Regions from separate parts of the Arachis hypogaea genome. Here region 1 is linked to region 2. A link is a contact called in public Hi-C data. All regions are on one chromosome and are shown on one strand. Each heading gives the region's core, a stretch centred on a gene start, on an enhancer-like site or on the middle of the called end of the contact. The rest is flanking DNA. Distances are from core to core; before and after follow the strand shown. Region 1 holds the start of LOC112706002. Region 2 has its middle 26 kb from the start of LOC112706001.

The links. Hi-C and Micro-C count contacts between places; a contact is called where the count stands out from the background.
Region 1: a contact with region 2 is called in a Hi-C map of an unstated tissue, with 3 times the contacts expected there. The contact joins the promoter of LOC112706002 here to the enhancer-like site in region 2.

The regions. Positions count from the first base shown.
Region 1 is chr8:9,567,662-9,571,051 of arahy.Tifrunner.gnm2.J5K5, reverse strand. It overlaps LOC112706002, which reads right to left and starts at 1,342. Exons shown (of 2, transcript XM_025757067.3): 1 at 228-1,342. The coding sequence starts at 952.
Region 2 is chr8:9,535,411-9,538,598 of arahy.Tifrunner.gnm2.J5K5, reverse strand. No RefSeq gene overlaps it. Among protein-coding and RNA genes, the nearest start is that of LOC112706001, 26 kb to the right of the region's middle. Within about 2 kb of position 1,933, at least 1 of the 3 cell types and tissues checked has open chromatin away from gene starts, as enhancers often do.

The DNA of each region.
Region 1 (3,390 bases), core at 93-2,592, 33 kb before region 2:
GTATAATTACTTCTGTTCTAGAATCTTGTCCCCTGTACCAACCATATGATTTAATTTAATATGTAGAATTTTAACAAAATTAAGATGATTTAAGAAAAGCACATGGCATCAATTTTCTAATTTTTAATCAAATAACAAACAGAAAATCAAAGCCATATATATGTTCTTAAATTGCGTTTATGTAAAGTTGATAGACGAGAATTATTAGATGATTGGATAAAATATACCTGGAATTACTTGTGCTGCAGCTGCTATTACTACTGCTACTGCTACCAGATCTCTTGGTGGAGCTGCCACTGTTGAGGCTTGAAGAACCACTGTCATCACTCTTCTTCCACCACTCCTTATCAGAATTATTATTATTAGTCGTTGGCCTCGGCGATACTTTGCTGTTATTCGCCGAGACCAACGACTCATTATTCTTGTTCTTGTTCTTGTTCTTATTTTTCTTCTTAGATCCCAAAGAGAAAGAAGGGATCATCATCTTCAGATAGAATCCACCTGATCCGCGATCAATGCTTCCACTTCTCCTAACCACTCTTCTACTACCTCCGCCGCCGCCGCGGCCACTACCGTTCTTTAGGCTCTTTGTTTTCCTCTGGTCCTCCGCCGCCGTGGGCGCCTCCTCTGAATTGTTGTTATGTCTGTGGTGATGCTCGACGAGATCCTTGAGAGAGAGCTCGTAATTGGACTCAGGCATGTTCTTAACCATCTCCATGAGCTCCCTTTGGCCTCTGACTATGGCTTGTGTTCGAGAAGCAGGGGACATGCTTCTGTAATGGTGGTGGTGGTGGTTGGCTCTGTTGTGATCACGTGAGGGGCTCGTGCTCCATAGAGGAGGAGAATCCACTTCGTCCCATGATGAGTTGTAACTACGATGCGTGGTTGTTGTTCCATTTCCATTGTAGAGAAGAAATGGATTGGTTGGTTCGTGTGTTCGTGGATCAAGCATGATGATGTCTCTCTTGCTCTGTTTTTTTGGTGGTTCTGTTTTGTGTTTGTAATGTTTGTTTGAAGCAAAGGTGTTTGTTTTTCATTCACCGACGACACGGTTGAGATAGGAGTGAGAAGTGAGAGCTGTTAATGAATAAAGAATAATGCTTTATGGTTTATGCTGCTAAATGCTAATTAATTAATTATTTAATTAATTTGTTTGGTAATCGGGATATTATAGTGTTGAATGAGGGAATAAAATTAACAGGGATTAGCCTCCTTAAGGCTTAAAGTCAAGGGATTCTGGATGCTGGTGGATTTGTGGGGCCCAATTCTTTAATTGCTCTCTCACCCTCACATTTCTCTCGTTTGTCTCTTCTTTTTTTTTAAATGTAACTTTAATCTTTATTTTTCTAAAAGAAGAAAACGATATTGATTCTATTATTTGCACATTAAGAAATTAGATCATGCTTCTAGATTGATATGTGCTCGTATTTTTTTTTTTTTGTCTCATGGTTTAATTATTATATAAATTAAAGAAATATAAGATTTGTCCCTTTTTTTATACTAAATATATCTAAATTTGTACACATTCTTGTATAGAAGATTTTTTTGAAGTATATCTCATCGCTTTAATGAAACATGTCATTTTATCTTTTTCGTAAATAAAATATATGTCAAATTCTAAAAAACAGCCCATGATATGAATATTTGTAAAAGATATTTTAATACTTAAATAAGTAATAATTTAAAAAATTAATAGAATGATTTAGATGAGTAATAGATTTTTAAATATCTTTTATTTTTTATTTTAATTTTTTTATAGATGATCATCCAATAATATGACGATATGTGATATAATTTATTTTTGAATGATATGTAACAATTTAATAATAATTATTAAATGTATTTGTTGATTTTTTAACTGATTTTTGAAATTTTGAGACATTAATCGATAGGTATAGTAATTTTTTTCGGCGGAGTAAGTATCTGTGAAAATTTACCTGTCAAAGAACATATTTGGGGTCAATTTCTTTCATAGGAGACGGAGACGGGACCCTATATAATAAACGGGACAGAGACGGGGATAGAGGTCCCCGTCCCGTGGATATTCGTATAATCCTCGTTATAGAAAATGACCAAAATATCCTTCATATATACATATTAGTTTTAAACCCTCCTGAAACCCCAAGCCATCATTCACATTTGACATTCCCTCTTTTCGTTCAAATCTGATAAAATCATTCACAAAACCCTAACTTCTTGTTCTTTTTAATCCACCTTTTCTCTTAATGTCGTTTCGTCATCTATCATCCGCCGCCATCCTAAACCCCTCACTATTGCCACCCTAAACCCTTCACCGTCATGCATTTGCACTCTTTTTCTCACTTAAATCGCGTCGCCGTTTTCGTCATTCATCATCCATTGTCGGCGTCTTCTCTCTTCACGCGTCCGTGAGTGTCGCCGTTGTCGTCTTCGTTGAAGCAGTGAGGATTCTCTCAACACCATCTTCGTTGCGGTAGGAAGGGTTCTCTCAATGCCGTATTCGTCGCAGTAGGGAGGGTCGTCGTCACCGCTTTTGTCGCAGCAGTGAGGGTCTCTGTCTTCATCGTTCTTCATATGTGGATTGCTGTTATCACTGTATATGTGGATTTGCTATTATCACTGTCTATATTCTATGTGTGTTAATTCTATTATCAAAATTTCTGTGAATTTGCCTTATTCATTTGTGGATTTGCTGTTATCATTTGAGTATTTACTTTCGGAGGTTCCATGGTTATCAATAATTATCTCTATTTTTTTAAATTTTTTTCAATTTTTTTGTTTTAAAAAAAAATCCACGAATAACCGAGTCCCCGACGGATACAGAGTCCCCGTTATCCGTCGCGGAGATGGGACGGGGACAGGGACAGATAATGGAGGCGGGGGCGGGGGGCATGTCCCGTCCCCATGAGGACCCGTTGCCATCCTTATTAATGAAGACTTATGTAGGAATTACTGTAGTTGTGTTGGGAGTCTTGACGTCTATTTAGACTATTTCTCTTAATTATAAATTGTAATCGTCGAATTATAGGTATGACGATTGCATTATGTACAAAAATGTTAGTAATAATTAACTATTTATGAATTATGAAAATCTATGGCTAGCAATGGGTAGGGTAGGGTAGGGTTTGGACTCTACTCTAATCTTATCTGCGGGTTAAAAACTTTCTTAAAATCCTACCATCTCCCATCTACGGGTTGAGAATCTCTCAATCATAACTCTATCTACACCCTAAAGTTCCAAACCCTACTCTACCCGACTTTACCCGCAGAAAAATAAAAAAATTTTAAACAAATATAAAATTCTACCATTCCAAATTTCATACATATTAATAAAATAGAAAATAAAAAACTAAGTTCAAATTAAAATTAAAAACAATAAAATTTTAAGAAAATCTAACATAAAATTACAAA
Region 2 (3,188 bases), core at 684-3,183:
CGGGTTTTAAGCTCGATGGCTATGACGTCTTTCATTGACCGTTGGTGATGAGGTACTCAATGTTTATAGTTGTTATGCGTGCCGCCATTGTTGATAATATGTCTTGGGTCGTAGGTTGTCAGGTTACCAGCCAACATTGAGTGAGAAGGGACCTCGAGATGGATCAAATGCCTGATGTTTCAGACAACTATTGTGTTGAGCAGAGACATCGTGTTGGCACGTTTGAGTCAACGTGAGTGGAGGTGGCACAACGATGCCAGTGATGCATTGGAGTCAGCTGAACTAGATGCTCCACCAACCCTAGCTGGAATACTCATCGTTATGTCATCATCATTATCATCAACAATCGTAGTAGGCTCCACATCATCATCATCATCATCATCATCTCACAGTGCATCTTCGACACCATTCGGTGCTCCCTTCTCCTCGGAAATCGGGACTATAATAGGAGTCCCTTCTATCATAATAGCAAGCTCACAGAAATGTCAGTTATCACCTACTTCTCCACCACAAAGTATAGATAAGCTGATAAGGACAATGATGCAACAAAAACTACCTCAGGAGCAATCACAGGCATAGATGATAAAGCACCAAGAGGCATTGAACTAGAGATGGTTGGCATTGTTGAATATTGAGGATTCGGGTTCGAGCCTGTTGAACTATAGACCACATCTACTAGCTTGGTCAATAGCTCATGGGTCCTTATCTTGAAAAACTGATGACCACAATGGAACAGAACTTGCAAATCTTTGTCATTGTCTATGACGAATGAATTGTACTTCACACCATCAGACAACATAGAAATCAAAATTCTGTAGAATAATCTCTCTACTCATTTCATGCCAAGCAGCCCCAATTTTTAGATTTTATTATTCTAAAACTCGATGAAACTCGTAGAAGGTTTGAGAAAAATACTCAATGGATCCTTATTAGTAAATTTTATTCCAGATCTCATTTTTTCTTAATCGATTCTCTATAGTGCACTAGAACTAAAAAATATCACCATTAGCCATTGTGAGTTCCACTATGATGAGGAATTCACGTTCAGCTCCTATTTATATATGTAACTATCATAGTAAATCGAATTAATGTAACTCGATTTACACACACACATATCGAATCAGTGAGCTATTTATATGTGACACCACATGCAGAAAATCGAATGTAATTAATTCGATTTACACCATGCGAAATCCTATTCACGTAAATCGAATCCATTAATATCAATTTATAGGGTATAAGTGATAAATCAAATTGTTTAATTTTGATTTATATGGGGCAAGGCTAAATCAAATTATATTGATTCAATTTACATAGCAGATAGATAAATCGAATACATTAAATTCGATTTACATGGAGGAAGTTTAAATTGAGTTGATCTGATTCGATTTATATAATTTCATTGTTAAAATCAGATATGCATGTAACATTATATCATTTGGGACTATCACATAATATTGTTCTTCGTTTGGTTTCTTTAGGTGTTTTACCCATTCACAAACATAATTCTTCCTAATATTACATAAAGATAAAGTATACGGGAACAATATTTTTTATTAACGACATAAAAAATAGGTAAAAAAAAGAAATTTAATTTTAATTTTAAAAATTAAATTTTGAATTAGTTAGATATAATCTTTGTTTTGAATTTGACTTTTAACAACCACAAATCCTTCCTTTCACACCTGCACTGCGCCCCACCCCTAGTCCCTACAACCCCCCGCCGTCTCTCGCGAACCACCGCACGCATTCCGACTTCCTCGTTCGTCCGCAACTGCTGCACACATCCGTGCTTTGTCGCGCCTCCCCAACCGCCACACGCAGCCCAGCCTCGTCGCGCCTCTATCCCGCCCATCGTTGCGGGCATCCCAGCCTTGTCGCACTTCCATCGTGCCGCTGCAAGCAGTCCAACTTCGTTCTCCATCACGCCGCAGTGACTACCTCTGCTCCCCTCGCCTCCATCGTGCCGCTGCAAGCAGCCCAGCTTTGTCCTCCATCGTGCATGCGGATGTTTATTTTTCATGCAAATTGGATGTTTATTCTTAATGCGAATAAGATGTTTGTTCTTCATGCAAAATAAGATGTTTATTCTTAATACGGAATGACTCACCTGCACTCAGGGCTGGTGACAGTAGGAGACGGCAGCGCTTGGGAGCTTTCTCGCCGGCAAAGGAGACTGTGTGCTGAGGTAGGTGACCAACGGCTGACTGCGGTGAAAAAGGAAATTTGGATTAAAAAGGGGGTGTAATTAGGTCTAAGTGAAATTAGGTAAAGGTGGTTGGTTTGGGGTGAAAGTGAAATTGAATGGTTAATGGACTTGAAATCTGTTATTCACATTGTTCGCATCTCTCATTGTTCACTTAGAGGAATTGTTACATAAATTAAGTAAATAAGACTGTAAAGTTTTTATTTAAATTAAAAAAAGGTTTAATTACTCTGTTGGTCTTTATAGTTTTGCAAAAATTTTAATTAGGTTTCGATACTTTTTTTCCTTTTAATTGAATCCTTGCACCAAATTATTTTTGTAATTGAGTCCTTACACTCTTTTTTTTATTTGAATCCTTGTATCATTTTTTTTAGTTGGATCCTTATACAATTAAGCCAATTATTACCAAAAGAGACCTAATTGAAAAAAAATTGATACAAAAATCTAATTAAAAAAAATATAAGAATATAATTAAAAATTTTATAAAACTATAGAAACTAACAAATTAATTAAAAAAAAAACTATGTGGAGTTTTTGACATAGTTTTTGGTAATATTAATATTTTTTTGGGACCAGATCCAAATCAGAAGCCGCATTTTGAAACCTGGTCATTAATTTTCTGGCGGACCTAAGTTACTTGTTTTTATTTGTTTCGGCCAATAATATTCATGTTCAATTGTTTCGGTCTAGCAGCGTCATGGGATCTTTGTGGAAAAATTTCGGGATGTTTTTGGTGATGGTGAATTTCACATCTTCCATTGCCTCACGCTACAACAAATAATTACTTTTAGGTCTAAATTTTTAGTAGCTATCTATGAAGCACGAATAAGTTGTCGTGTTCGCGTGTTAGACATATTTTAGATACGACACTCATCAATATTCCTTTGACACATGTATTTGCTGTGTCCAACAATGTCTTAATAAAAAATAAAAATTTTTTTTCTAAACATGCTTAGACACACCTAAATACCATCACGTGTCA